Regions from separate parts of the Mus musculus genome. Here region 1 is linked to region 2. A link is a contact called in public Micro-C data. All regions are on one chromosome and are shown on one strand. The core of a region is the stretch at or near the end of the contact, and the rest is flanking DNA. Distances in the headings are between cores, read along the strand shown.

Evidence for each region. A called contact is a pair of places that touch in the nucleus more often than the background predicts.
Region 1: a Micro-C map of macrophages shows a contact between it and region 2, with 2.8 times the contacts expected there. The contact joins the promoter of Lmbr1 here to the enhancer-like site in region 2. A contact is called at or near these places in 1 of 484 Hi-C or Micro-C datasets (macrophages), 1 of 115 datasets of contacts at active chromatin or transcription factors (pancreatic cancer cells) and 2 of 9 other capture datasets (adipose tissue and pancreatic islet).

The regions. Positions count from the first base shown.
Region 1 is chr5:29,376,545-29,384,444 of GRCm38.p6, forward strand. It overlaps Lmbr1 (limb region 1), which reads right to left and starts at 1,846. Exons shown (of 17, transcript NM_020295.3): 1 at 1,583-1,846. The coding sequence starts at 1,648.
Region 2 is chr5:29,285,446-29,292,819 of GRCm38.p6, forward strand. Lmbr1 (limb region 1) reads right to left here. Exons shown (of 17, transcript NM_020295.3): 7 at 6,707-6,775; 8 at 5,828-5,892; 9 at 1,946-2,018. Among named protein-coding and RNA genes, the nearest start is that of Gm42244, 15 kb to the left of the region's middle. Within about 2 kb of position 4,551, at least 28 of the 459 cell types and tissues checked have an H3K27ac peak or open chromatin away from gene starts, as enhancers often do. A contact at or near this core is called in macrophages, where this site is marked.

The DNA of each region.
Region 1 (7,900 bases), core at 596-3,095, 88 kb after region 2:
TATGAAGAAAGAAGTAAACATGAAGACCCACCCCTATCTGAGGAGTTATTGACAACTGACAGCTGCTAAAAAAGAGTCAGTTTTTTTTTTAAAGTGCGCTACTCATAGGTCAACCATAACCTCCGATAAATGCCCACACACCCAAGCATGGAAAGGCAGCACAAATTTGATTCAAATGGTTTAAAAAAAAAAAAGTCATGAAGTTGGGAATGTGGAGAGAGGTCCGGGAGGGGCTGGGGAGGGATGAATGTGCTCAAAATACATTGTATGAAATAATCAAAGAAGTAATAAAAATAAAAATTAACCAACTACATTGTACTAAACTCTATCAACTCAGATTTAATGCATCTCCTCTTACTTCAGTATGACTCGGCAAGCCAGTTCTCAGTTTTCAAAATCAGTAACTGCACAAACTGAACCAGAATGTTTCCCTCAAACCAAGGGTGTGACTGAGAGGGGAACGTGAACTAGAAGAGAGGTGAATGCAAATATGTAACTTGAACATACTTTGCAGAGTTATGGGGACACAAACTAATTCTTTTACAATAGTGTAGGGCATCCTGAAAGGCACTCATCAAAAGAGACCTTAGGGAGCCAAGCTGGCTTCCTGACCTGCTAGAAACAGCAGGATGAAAGGGGTCCATCCTTTCCAGAGCAGTTGTTTGACAGCACTGTAGGTTCCTGCTCTCGCCCTTCCTACGAAAGACTTGTCTACACTCCTCGGGAAGTTTTTAACTCTGTCCTGGATAGAGGGGTTTAGAGAGGGTGTGAGTATAGGGAGATGCGGGTGGGAGGCCAGAGCCACTGCAGGGCTGGAAGCTTGGGAAGCCAGGTGTCTGTACTTACAGCTGAGCCACAGCAAGCTCAGCCCAGATACCAGGTACCACGCCCGGCTAGAAGAAAAGAGGCAGCCACCCATCACCCTATACCCTCAGTTAGCAGGAGATGCGGGATAAACTCAGGTGAAGATGGTGAAGCAGATGATAAAGGTGCAGATGAGTTGAATGGACGCATAGGGAGAGTATAGGAGAAATGGACGCAGGTTAAGTGTAGGTGACTGAGGAGGTCCGATGATGACGGGCTACAAGTGTTGGGAGGAGAGCCGAACTCAGGTGACCAGAGGTGGGCACAGGTGACTGGAAGCGGGCAGAAATGATAGGAGGGAGCTCAGGGAAAGGGAGGAGCACAGGTGACGCAGCGGAAGGAAGACATAGGTACGGGGTGGTGGGTGGGTATAAAGGTGACAGGAGAAAGATAGGAAGTTAGAATGAAGGGGAGGGAACATAGGTAAGGAGAGGACAGAAAGGAGGGGAGAGAACGCTGGTGGCGCGAGGGAGACCTACAAGAGGAGAGAGCAGTAGGGTGACAGAGCAGGAGGTGACAGAGGTGAGAAGATGGGGAGCAGGTGAACGGGTCTCAAGTGATGCGGGGCGTCGGAGTCAGTCTGCAGCAGACCCAGTGGGGTGCTGGAAGGCCAACATGCGTGAAGGGTCCGGGAAGAAACTATGGGACCGTGCTGGTCTACGCTGCGCTCCTGGGTCCAACGCGCGGCGCAGCACCAGGGAACCGCCCGACCACGCACCGTGGACTCTCGCACTTGGCTGTGGAAGTGCTGCTCCCGCGCCGACACCTCGTCCTGCCCTTCCATCCTCCTTTCATACCCACCGCAGGGCCGCCCGCGTCTGCGCGCTCCGCCGCACCATTGCCCGCGGGCGGCGGGGCTATACAGTCTCTCGTGGCCGGACAGAAACGCCACCTAGACCGCAGCAGGATCGGAAAACGCCGCCTGAGCTCAGGGAGAAGCGGTTCAAGATACAAGAGGCGGGGAATGGCCACAGCCTGGGCGGGGCTTGAGGTCGGGGCGGGACTTGTGCGTCACTCTGAGAGCGCCGTACGTCAGAGAAGAGCGCCTCTGCGCGTGGGGCGCTGGGCCGAAGGTCGCTAGGCGCCTTGGAGAGAGACTGGAGGAACGGGGGCGGGGTTTTTAGGGTCCTGGACTGAAGTGGCCTTCTGACGCGTGCTGCAGCAGGACATAAATCTCGGAGCTGGGCCTGAAGTGTTGTGGTCCAGCCTTGTTAGTCATTGCCCAGAGTAAGGGCGGGCCGAAGCTCCAGGCAGGGGATGAGGTCTAGAGGCGGAAGCCCTGGTGCGAACGGGATTTGGAGATCCGGGCACAGGTGCACCCGCCCTCACTTGTTTATTGAAGCTTTTGGATCACCCCGGGGCTTTTGGATCACGCCTTGCTCCACCCTTGTTCTCAGAATCTGAGTTTAGCACTGGGCTCGACCAACCTTAAAGACCTAGGGCCTACTACGGAAAATTTCTCTCCCAAGCAAGTGCAAAGCGGGAAAGCCGTTGCAGCTTAGCACTCTGAAGTCCTTCTGCCTCTGCGGAGATAGGAGAGCCGCTGTCCTGGAGAACTGAGATAGCCTAGGGCCCCCAGGTCTGAAGATGGGCTCTGATGGTTAATGATCCTCTGTAGGCCTTAAACAACGCCCTTGATATGAGGCACGACTAAGTATGCCAACACAGCCATTTCCCTTCATTATGCAATTTTTGTTTTAAAATTGGAATTTAAAGGAGTATTTGGTTGGTTGATTTGGATTTTCTAGACAGGGTTCTCTATGCAGTCCTGGTTGTCCTGAAACTCAAGAGATCCGACTGCCTCTGCTTCCGGGGAGTCATGATTAAAGGCCTGGGCCAAAACAGCTGGAATTAAAAGGATTATTTGCAATTTTGATTCTGGGTTCATTTGGTAGAAGAGCCTGGGGAACCTGAGTCTTGCTCCCAGCGTGTGTTCCCGATACAGCAGGCTCATCAGTCAGCAACAACGTGTCTGAATTCAAACCAGTTTGCCTTTGACGTGTCTTTAAATGTCTCAGCCCTAAAGAACAAGGAAAAAGACCTTTTTCCTGGACAACCGCGTTCTGGGAGCTAGGTTAAATACCCACCTGAACTGATCTGGATGATTCCTGGGCTAATCTGTCCAAATCAAAGGATAAACACATCAGCTTTTGAGGTGTGTAGCTCTGGGGCAGATATTCCAGAAAGTATTTCACATCTTTCCAATTGAATACTGCAACCATTTAAACCCTTACATTTCTGTTGCAGGGCTATTCATGGAAGCTTACCCAGCTTTCATTCAGTTTTATTTGTTTCATTTTCTTTGGCACTTTTAAACTTAGCCAAGATAACCAACTTCAAAAATGGACACCACTCCCCTGCCAAGCACTGTAAGACTCCAGGGAGCCTTAGCTTACCGAGGACCCCCTGAGTGAACCACGTGGAATTTATTTATTTATTTTGTTTGTTTGTTTTTCGAGACAGGGTTTCTCTGTGTAGCCTTGGATGTCCTGGAACTCACTCTGTAGACCAGGCTGGCCTCGAACTCAGAAATCCGCCTGCCTCTGCCTCCTGAGTGCTGGGACCAAAGGCATGCGCCACCACACCTGGCGCAATCGGAATTTATTGTTCCAGTGCACTGGGATCGTCCCAGACCCGAAGGAGAGGTGACGACCCCCAGCACTAGTTCAGCGACTTTTTATATGGTTTCCAGGGGCAGAACAGAGCATCAGCAACTAGGCACAATATGATTGGCAGAACAGTGCACCCTTTAAACTGATTGGTCTTTAGGGAATGAGGTGACAAGGTCTTCCCTTGTCTGAAGGTGAGCAATGGTCAGTCCTGCTGAATGTGTCCCCACCCTCGGTTTGGTTCCACCCTGTGGTCTGAAAAATGCTAATTAGCCTCTCCTGGAGGGGTGATTGTTTCATGACCTTCCCAAAGTTCCTATGCTGACCTCTTCAGCACATTGGCCCACATCTCTGTTCTCTGGCTTTGCTTATCTTCCAGTGAGAACCACTTACCCTGAATCTGGCCCTGATTGTGTAACTCGCTCCAGCCAGTGGGAAAATCAAAATGATGACAGTGTTGGGAGAAGGCCTGTGCCTTAGAGCTTGCTCTTCCTGTGACCCCTAGTGATTCCAGCACCCAGTAAAAAGAAGTCTCAAGCAAGCTGGAGTTAGACATCCCATCACTTCTGCTACTGAACCACCCTTTCCCCACATCCCTCTTATAAGACAAAGACAGATGTGGCATGTTTTGTACTCATTTGCAGACCATGGGTTTTATATTTATACCTAAAATATTACATATGTATATGTCATATACTTACATTGCCAAGGACCAGCCTCGGCTTGGAGAGGGGTTCTGAGAGAAGGGGTATTTGAGAGCTGCAAAGCAAATGACTCAAAGTCAAAGTGTGAGTCCAGACTGACATCCTGTGTTCTGCTCAAAACAGCTTTGGCTTTCCAGATTGCTCACTAGCGTTCTCCCTCCCCCTCCCCCTCCCCCTCCCTCTCCTTCCCGGCCCCCTCTCTTGTCTCTATAGTGTGTGTGTGTGTGTGTGTGTGTGTGTGTGTGTTCTGCTTTAGCTTTTCAGATTGTATTCTATATTCTGCTCTGCTTGAGACAGCTTTCTCTTGATATTAAAAAAAACAAAAAAAACAAAAAAAAACTCTCTGGATAGCTCATCTCTTGCAGACAAAGTCTCTTTTTTATTTAAACATCAATTCAGTCATTATCACAGGTTCCCTTTTGATTATATCTTGAATCAACACCACCTGACCCCAGCCCCTTGATTCTTAGATAGGGACCGCAAGATAATAAGATAGCTGGGTGGGACCCTTCTCTGAAATTACCATTCTGACTATACCTGGACCTAAATTAGCTTTGTCTGAGGCTGACCTTGAACTCATAAGCATAAGCAAAAAATTTAGCTGTGTGGGATCTTGCCTTGCGATCACCACTCTCTAAATCTCTATCTCCTTCCTTAGTATGTTTCTGACAGTCTGGCTCATAGGGCAGCTGCCTCTGTTCCTTTAGATCTGTGAAGCTCCTTATACAATTCATATTGTATCCTTATATTTTGCATAGTTAAGAAATTATAAATTTTCAAACTCGTGTTTTCAGCATTCTTTCCCAGAGCCTTAAGGGTTATCCTGAAGGTCACAGTGTTCTGACACTCCCTCACCTCCTGAACTCAAGCTGTCTCTAGCTATCATAGAGTCATTAACTTTGGCAGAACATTCCTCAAAAAAAAGGAATGTGAAAAATATGTACAATTTTATACAAACGAGCCTTACAACCATAGCAGTCATCAACACTTGTGAAGACCCACACCCCACTAGTTCTGTTCCAGGGGCAGGAAACCATGTCATACTCAAGTCCATGCCAAACTCAGCAAGATATGACATGTAAGTAGCAGCAAGGCTGGGGAAACAAAGAGGATTATCCAGAGAGAAAGGAGAAAGGAAGAGTGCGTGGAAATGCAAGTGATAAAAATTTACTTGAAAAAATGCCTTTATGATATCCATAATGACATACAATGAACATACACCAATTAAAAATAATTAATTTGGCCAGTGAGATGTTTCAAATAGGTAAAGGTATTTGTTGCTAGGCCTAATGGCCAGAATTCCATTCCCAGTACTCATTTGATAGAAGAGAAAAATAACTCCCACAAATTGTCACATGTACCTTGTGGCACATGAGTACACACACACATTTTAGAAAATAATATTTGTAATACAGTTGTTCTGTAAAACTGTTTGAGCCACTATAGAGCTTTGAATTTTTCTCTGGGAAGTGTCACCAAGCACCCTGCTTATAGTTGTCATATGACCTCACTGTGTTTAGAGACTAGGTAGCAGGTAAGGATGAAGCCATGAGACTTACTATACTAATTCAGAGCCTATGTGTTGTCATCAGGACCTCCAAAACCTGTGACATCCCATAGGCATCAGCTCGACTACACACCTGTTGCCAAGATAAGGACCACCATATTCACCATATTCCCAGAATCCATTGAACTCACCTCCCACCTTTACCTGTGAGCACATCATCATCCATATATATGAGGAATGCTTCTCTCTCTCTCTCTCTCACACACACACACACACACACACACACACACACACACAATCTCTTCTCTTTCCACCGACACCTTCCCCCTCTCTCTCCCAATAAACCTCTTAACACATGGAACTGCTTTGGCCTGGTGTGCTGTGTTCAGACTCAAGCGGCTATTCTAACACATCACTATGTATTGGATCCAGGTGGAGGCTGCCCATGTGATAAGAGGTACACAGACTAGATTTGTGTTAAAAGTCTGTACCAATAACCCCTACCACCTTAGGGTTCTATTGCTGTGAGAGAACACTATGACCACAGCAACTAATATAGAGGACATTTAGTCAGGTCTGGCTCACAGTTCAGAGATTTAGTCCATTATCATGGTGGGAAACATGGTAGCATACAGGCAGACATGGTGCTAGAGAGGTAGCTGAGGGTTCTGCATCCTGATCAGCAGGCAGCAGGGGAGCAACACTGGGCCTAGCTTGAGCTTCTGAAGCCTCAAAGCCCACTCCTGACCCCTAGTGACAGACTTTCTCTAACAAGGCCAATAATAGACCACTCCTATGAGTCTCCCACAGGTTGGGAGTAGAAAGAAGGCTCAAGAGACTCCTAACACCTAGAGGGACAGAGTTGTATCACCTAAAAAGAGAGAGTTTTCGTAAAGCAAGTGAGGTGAGGTGTAAACCAAGTACTAAGTATTCTAAGCTTTTTATTAGAAGGGCATAATCATCAAGTATTGTAAAAGATGTAAATGGAAAGCCATACAAGGCTGGGTGTCTCCGATAGTCTTATGTATATGCTGGGTGTCTCCGATAGTCTTATGTATATGCTGGGTGTCTCCAATAGTCCTCTGTATGTGCAGGAATCCTGAAGAAGTAGGCTCCAATGCCAGTGAAGGAATGGATATGTTAGGAAGGTGAGGACAAGCAAACAAAAAATAGAACCTTCCTTCTTCCATTGTCCAGAGAAAGTGTGGCCCAGATTAAAGATATGTCCTCCCACCTCATGATCTGGATCAAAAGCCTGTGTCTTCTAGACGAAAGATGTGGATCACAGGTGTGCCCTCCATTTCTGGATTGTAGTTCATTCCACTTACAGTCAAGTTGGCAACCAAGAATCACCATCAAAAAGAACCACAAGTGACAATGCAGGTCCATCGCTAATAAAACAAAATGTTGAGCAAAAGAAAGCTACAGGGAATTAGGTGTGAATCTCTTTATACAGTTCAGAACAATGCATAACAAGGTTATATGTCATTTGGTGAGGCAAACGTGCAGTCGAACCAGAAAAGCAGGGAACAATGACATCAGAAATGGAGTCAGAGCAGGAACAGGTGAGGGTTATTTGTGGCTACAAAGATCTGATGGTGATGGTGCATATTTAAACTAATGTTGGGTTCTACTCTGTTATATTGGTACTCTTTCTGTCATATACATTATGTATAATGCACAGAATGTATCTGCTAAATATGCAATAAAGCAATTTCTTTTTCCTTTTATTGAAAATAGATTTTTCTCACATAATATGTAACTTTAATTATTTCAAACCTTATTTTTAATGGCAGTTCTTAAATGCTTTATCCTCTCTTATAACACACCACCCACCAGAGGTAGTGGAAAAGAAACAATAAGGGGGGCGAGGGGGAGAATGGACCTGTTTAGAAAGGTTCTTTGGAGCAACTCCCACCTATGTTGTCTGGAAATCGGCAGTTCAGTTCACAGGTTAGCAGTGGCAGCTCGATCCACTCCAGCTCAATCCACTCTCAAACACTTCACAAATACACCAGCAGTCTAGTTCAGTAGAGTCAGGATAGCAAATAGGAATCAGCAGCAGTATCACAACCTAGCAGAGACAGCCAGGCCTCAGCCTCAGCTTGAGCGAGCAGGAGAGACTGGGAGGGACAACAGAAGTTCTTGGCTGTGCCTCTCTCAGGGAAGGGAAGATCAGCAAAGACTCAAGACCCACAATCATTGCACAGCTAGCT
Region 2 (7,374 bases), core at 3,301-5,800:
CTCCATCAGTTAACTAGTGTATCATCTTGAAATAGTCTTAATTCATCTGCACCATATCTAATGTAAAACCACGGTTGGGCTTGAGAAAGTGGACAGGCTGAGGACAGGATGGCTTCCTCAGGGCACTGACCCTGTACCCAAGCACAGTTTTGCTATTTCATTCGCAAGGCTTATGAAAGAGAACAAAACCACTCAACAGTTTATACGGCAGCACAGTCAAGTATCGGAGAACACTGGAGAAGCCACAATTAGGCGTCCCATGTTTCAGCTACACTAATGCATTTAAAAAGACATGGGAATCCATGCAACTACAGAGTGCTGGCTACAACATGCTACCTTCAAGGTGAAAGAAGTGCTAGCACCACAGCAAAGGCCTTCTTATACCAGGCAACTATAGGGTCTCCCTAGAGCACTGTAGGATGCACTGGAGAAAACACATACCCCAGAGCTGCCTGTAATAATACCCCACAGACCGCACACTAATGCACCATTAGTAAAAGGCCACTATCAATTCCACACAGCAGCAGCAAGAGCATATTTTTAGAGTCTGATGTTCTTGCTGTTCTATAATTCTTCCCAGAGCAAGGGTAAAACATACTTTGGCTTTATAATTTAAAACATAAAAGAACTGCAACAACAAAATGCATTTAGCATTATACCATATGCCTTAGTCAGGGTTTCTATTCCTGTACAATCATGACCAAGAAGCAAGTTGGGGAGGAAAGGGTTTATTCGGCTTACACTTCCATACTGCTGTTCATCACCAAGGAAGTCAGGACTGGAACTCAAGCAGGTCAGAAAGCAGGAGCTGATGCAGAGGCCATGGAGGGATGTTCTTTACTGGCTTGATTCCCCTGGCTTGCTCAGCCTGCTCTCTTCTAGAACCAAGACTACCAGCCCAGAGATGGTCCCACCCACAAGGGGACCTCCCCACTTGATCACTAATTGAGAAAATGACTTACAGCTGGATCTCATGGAGGCATTTCCTCAACTAAAGCTCCTTTCTCTGTGATAACTCCAGCTGTGTCAAGTTGACACAAAACTAGCCAGTACAACCATATTTAATAAAATCCATAAGGGTTAGGCTTACCTTACTAAAGGCCTACTTCTATTTTTTTCTAAAATTAGCAAATCCTTGTGGTAGGAGATAGCTCAGTGGTTAAAAGCACTACTTGTTCTTCTAGAAGACCCAGGTTTGATTTTTAGCACCCAAATAATGGCTCACACCATCTTTAGTTCCAAGGGATCAATGCCTTCTTCTGTCATCTACTTACTATATGTATGGGGTGCACAGATACACATGCAGGCAAAATACCCATATATAAAATAAATATTTTTTTAAAGTTTAAAATAGCAAATCATAAACTGTTCTTTTCTCCTTGCTTCTTCCACTCTATGGATGTTAACCAATAAGCTACAGAAGCTTACAATTCTTAATACAGTCAAATGTCAACTTGGTCCTAGAATCATTTATATAATAAATAATTTCAGCCTGCTAGTTTCCATCTGAAATAGACTGCAGTGGCCAATCATGGCAACACACTATCAAAGAGTTTCCCTAAAATAATTTTAAAGGCAACTTGCCAACTAGAACAGATACAATCACCATTGGACTGATATAAAAATCACCTGAGCCAACAGTGTTCCTGAGGATCTCCTAAGAAAGACTACTCCCAGCAGAAAGAAAACAATCAGGCCCCAGTCAGTGGGTAAGTGTGCAGCCCTTTTAACTGCAGATGTCCAAGGAGCACTGTGGAAGTCTGCTGGGGAGCTAGCCCTCTGGCCTTGACCCACCCACCTCCCTCTAATTTTCACAGACTCCTGTGTCAGGAAGGTCCTTTGTCACTTGTAAGCCTCGGAGAGGGTTATATTTCCATTCTTCAATTATCTGTCTCTGTTGAACTAAACAAGTGTTCTACCTCATCTAAGTATGTAACACACATACCATGTAGTCTTCTCTGGAGTGCTTCTTCTTCTAGAGTAATCATATAAATTTGTTCATCCAGGTCTTCAAGAATCTAAATTGAAAAATAAACTGCTCAATAATGCAGTGTGACACACTCACATTTATGACACCTCAGGCTCTGCAACCTATCATTTTTAGGACCATGTATTGACTCTAATAACTAAGACCCAAAAATTAAATTTTAACTTATGAAAATTTTAGTATATTTTATATACTTTGTTTTTAAATACATTTATATTTTTCTATTTTAGTATTAACAAAATACTTTACAACTTGATATAACATGCATCTAAATTGGATATTTTAAGGCTTAAGGGATTACACTTTGTAGCATTCTCAGGGACTACGGAAGCATGAATTTTAAACAGAGAGAGACACACACAGCAAATATATCTTTATGCACAGGCTATTATTTTACAGCTACAAGGAAGAGATCATCTAGTATATTTGTCTCCCTTGTGGTTTTTTTTTGTTGTTGTTGTTGTTTTACTTACTTTCTCAATCAAAAATCTGTGCTGGGCATGGTGGCCACGCCTTTAATCCCAGCACCTGGGAGGAAGAAGCAGGTGGATTTCTGAGTGCGAGGCCAGCCTGGTCTACAGAGTGAGTTCCAGGACAGCCAGGGCTACACAGAGAAACCCTGTCTCGAAAAACCAAAAAAAAAAAAAAAAAAAAAAAAAAAACCCTGTAAGGTGGAGGCCGGAGAGCTGGCTCAGTAATTATGAGCACGAGATGCTCTTTCTGAGAGCCTGGGTTGGATTAGCATCAGGACAAGCCAACTCACAACCACATGTAGAGTAGCTTCATCTACATGGCAAGTTGCAGACTAGCTAGAATACACAGTAGGACCCTATCTTAAAATTAAAACAAAAAATCAAAACCCCCTAAACTGCATCAGAGATGCACAAGACATCCTGGTTTGGTTTGGTTTTAAACTAGATATAGTAAGTACTTCCATTGAGTATGGGAAGCTCAAATCATAAAATCCTTCGAGACAAAGCCCTAGAGAAGTAGCGTGTTTACAAACAGGCACTCATCATTCACCCCCTAGTGGGATAGTGTCTTCACTGTCTCAAAACTGACAAAACCTAAAACTTCTATTCAGCTCTGGCCTTGTTAACCTGCTGTCCTAAGAAAATACTCTTGTCTTCCTGGCTCTGAAGGAAGTATAAAAGCTAATAGCATTGCTCCCTCTCGCTCAAGCTCAAGTTACTGATTCCAGCAAAGCAATAAAAAGGTGAGAGTTGCTGGAGGAAAGTAAGGATGGTATAACTGTTTCTGTGCACCTGCCCACCTGACAAGTTGCTCTAAAATTATGTGATCCCCATCTGAAAACATTCATAAAACAATCCACTGTTTTCCAATCCTTTCACAAGTTTCTATGGTCCCTTCAGCCTGACACTGAGCTTCTATAAAATAGATGTGCCGCTAGATCCACACTGGGAGTAATAAAACGATAAAAACAAAAAAAATAAGAAAAAGTAGATAATAAACAAAGGCACAGAATAACCATCACATGAGAGGACGACGGGGAAGGAAACCTCTCAGGAGACCTCACCAAGGCTAAGAAGCACGATATGCTAGAAAGCATGAGGTCATCAGCAGGCATGAGCTATGATGAGGTCACCTGGATAACGAACAGAGAGTAACCCAAGACTGTTACTCTTGGGGGTAGGGACAAGTACTCTCTCTTATTTCCTATCACTTTCCACTGTTTGGATTTAAAATGATCATGTTCCCCATTCTAAAGCCTAACACTTTAAGGATTTTCCTTTTAGAGGATAAATGATTGATAATGCTAACCATAGCTAATGGCAACAGGATGCCATGTGCCTCTGAGTATCCCAGCATCTTCGCCACTTCCTAGCCTAAGAAGCAAAAACTTCATGGAGAAACTCCAAGTGCCTTCAGGTTCTTGGCTCATTCCTACTGTGGACTAACAGGAAACTAGACATGGGCACCCATGGAGACAGCAACCAAGACAAGAATTCCACACAGTAACTTTGAGATTAAAATAAATGTCAAAACTGAGGCTTAAATAAAATGTTAGCCAAGATCAGAAGGAAAAAGTACCTCCAGGTGAGGAGAGAGAATGCTCCCCAATGTTTCTGGTGGCTATAGTACAACAGCTGACTGACAGCCAAAACTACAAGAGGTGACAGGCACTGCAGGCAGAGGAAGCCACGTGCCAACACAGAGGTAGAGAGAAGGCAAGATCATGTGGAAGAAATGGCCAGTCTTGAACTCATGAAGGACTAGAAGACAGTGGTCTGAGCCTGGGTTCCGGGTTCAAACTTATGTTTACTAGGCTCTGTGACCAGCTGCTCGGCCTCCCTGGACTACGTTCCTAGAAAATCAGACTAGCATCACCCAACACGTGGCTTGTCATCAAGATGAAATGAAACTGAGTGTCACATGTAGCACTTAGAACCAGCATGGGGCAGATGAATTCAGCAATGAGCCACTGTCACTGGGTGTTAGGAAAAAGTAAAGACAACTAAAATTGTGGAAGTGCTGTTAATACGGCCGTCTGGGGCAGGTGACTCAGAAGCACTTTGCTTTACAAATGAGGAGGTGGAGCTCGAAGTGCTGAGCTAAGTCAACAGCACTTGGCAGACTGTAAGTAGCTTCCTTATTTTCTCACTGCCATCTGTAGAAGAGGTGCAGGTGACAGAGAAGGTCCAGAGCACAGGGCAAAGTAAAAACAAAATCTTAGACCAAGAATGGGAATTGAAAACTTGTCTACAGAAAAAAGGAAAAAATGAGAAGTAGAAAAAAACTAAATAAATTCAGTATTACAAAACCTCTTTTAGAGGGAACTAAATGAGAGAATGTAACTTTCAAAATCAAACAAGAGTTTACCGAAAGATCATCTATCGCAATATTGCCTCAGTATGTCCCCATTTAATGAAATCATCACAAAGGGAGGACAGACACACAGTCAAATGGCTCAGCAAGTATTTCTGGCCAGGTACAAGCCACTAACACCAGTAATTGTGGAGAAGGCACACAACGGTGACTACAGTGGTGCCTGAACATCCCTGTGGACAGCAGCAAGGCAGCTTCAAGCTGTTATGACAGTCTGTGAAGGAGCAGAAGTGGGGGCAGCATGTGACGCTGGGAAACCCTAAACATGTAGACAGCTGAGACTGGGTGTGTAGGCAATGGGGATTCAGGGGAGCAATTTAAAGGACAGATTTTCTAGCGGTAGCTAAGAAGCTATGATCTGTAAAATAGTTCAAAGACCAAAAAACAGGAACAGATATTACTATCCACTAAAAGTCATTTTAAAATAAATATATAACATTTCTGAGAGGTAAGATATAATTCAAACACAATGTACATATTTTCAGAAACTGGTCTATAAATTGAAGCATAAATATGGGCAATTTTGGTTTTGTTCCTGTTTTATGTGTGTTTAGGGAATCTGGTTGATTTATTTGTTTTAGCTGTAGACAGCTCTCACTCTGTGTCCCAAATAGTCATGAACTCACAATCCCCAGGCCTCTCCTATTGTAGAATCAGAGGCATCCACAACCTGGTCAGCTATGTGATCAACTTTGAAACAGATACCATCACAGTTGGATGCAGGGTGGTGAACACACAAATACTTACAGATGCCTGAAAATTCTGCCTTGAGATTTTTCTATACAAACTCTACTTAAATGCATGTGCTTAGTACTTTCAAAAGGAAAAATAGACTTTCTTTCCAAGATTTAAAAACTTAATTTAAAAAGTTAAAAATTTGAAAAAAAATTTGAATGATAAACTAACAAAAATATTGTCCTCAGCTTTTTAAATATTTTTACATAATCAAAAATATAAGCATGAGTATTTAGCAAACACAAATAAAATACTTACCGCTGGCTTCACCAGCAACTGACCCATGACTGTGAACATACGGGACAGGCCAACTGGAGTACACACTGTAGAAATGAGGTGACTGGTAAGAAAGAGGTTCTCAGCATGCAGAGAGACAGGCAAAGCAACCTAAGGAACATCTTAGGTCCACTCTCATCTTGAGCTTAGCTTTCTCCAGGTCCTCTGTCAGGAGGCCCTTCACCTCCCCCAGGGAGGAGCTCAGGCAGTGTGGGGGGCAAGCATATCACAGGGAAGGTGAGAATAAACAGTGGCTATAATGGTCAAGATCCTAGAGGATGAACACTCTCTGCTTAAAACAAACTAAATAGACCCAGAAAAAGCACACAGACCATGTCACCTGTGAGGACTGAGAGCCCAAAGAGAGTATCTAAGAGTGACAGCTACAGTCACAAGTCCTTTGAACTGTTTGACAACTTAAACTATCCCTAAGATCGAGTGTGGCGTCTTCAGTAAAACCAAACAGATTTTGAAATAAAGACTACAAATTCATCAAGTAGAATTGTATTCTTGCCATTTAAAGTGATCTAGTGTTAATATTTGGACTAGAAGTAGACGTAAAGAATGTGTACATGGTGGAGACATGGAGGGAGGGGGACATGGGATACTGTTAAAGAGTTCTGTGGTGCGTGTATATGTGTGTGTGTGTGTGTGTCTTCAACCCAGTGCAAAAGGCTTAGTGAACAAACTATCCAATTATTTCACAGTTCTGCTTAATAAAATCTATCTAGAACAATAAAAAAAGGCCAACTCGAAAAACAGCCCCCATCATTAAGGAGTTTCAATTAGGAAACTGGCACAATTTTCCAGGGTCCAAGACAAACTCCCTTTCCTGTCAGTGTCACACTGAAGAGTACTTACAGAGAAGCAGCAAGCATCCCATCAGCGAAATGCAAGAATACAAATAGGGCAAGTAGAATTCCCAGAGATCTGTAAAAATATCAGCACATTTTAGTAAGTGAAAGCGTGGCACATTAAAATAGTCTGCTTTATCTTAATAAGTAGAAATATATGATGAACACTGTAATTGCCTATTTAAGTAAATTAAGCAGTCTAGTTTCTAAATTGTAGAATAAAAAGATCTAAAGTAAGAAAATAATAAATAACCCTTTTGAGAAATGTTTCAAAGGGAGAAAATGCTCCATGAAATTTTAAGAACAAAAAACAATTAATTAAATATATATCAAACACTGCATAGTATGTTGAACAAATGAATAATATTCACTGCTTTAAGTATCTCTAAAGACATCTAAATTCTGTAAGTTAACAGAAAGTTCATCACACAAAGATTTATTTTAAAGTATATAAAACATGCTGGGCATGGAGGTAAACACATTTAATCCCAGCATTCCAAAGGCAATGGCAGGCCGATCTCCTTTGAGTTTGAGGCCAGCCTGGTCTACAAAGCAAGTTACAGGACAGCCAAAGCTGTTATACCAAGAAATCTTGTCTCAAACAAAACAAAACAGATATAACTATATCCCAAACTCAGGTGCCCATCATAGGAACTAGCTAAAACAATAATCAGG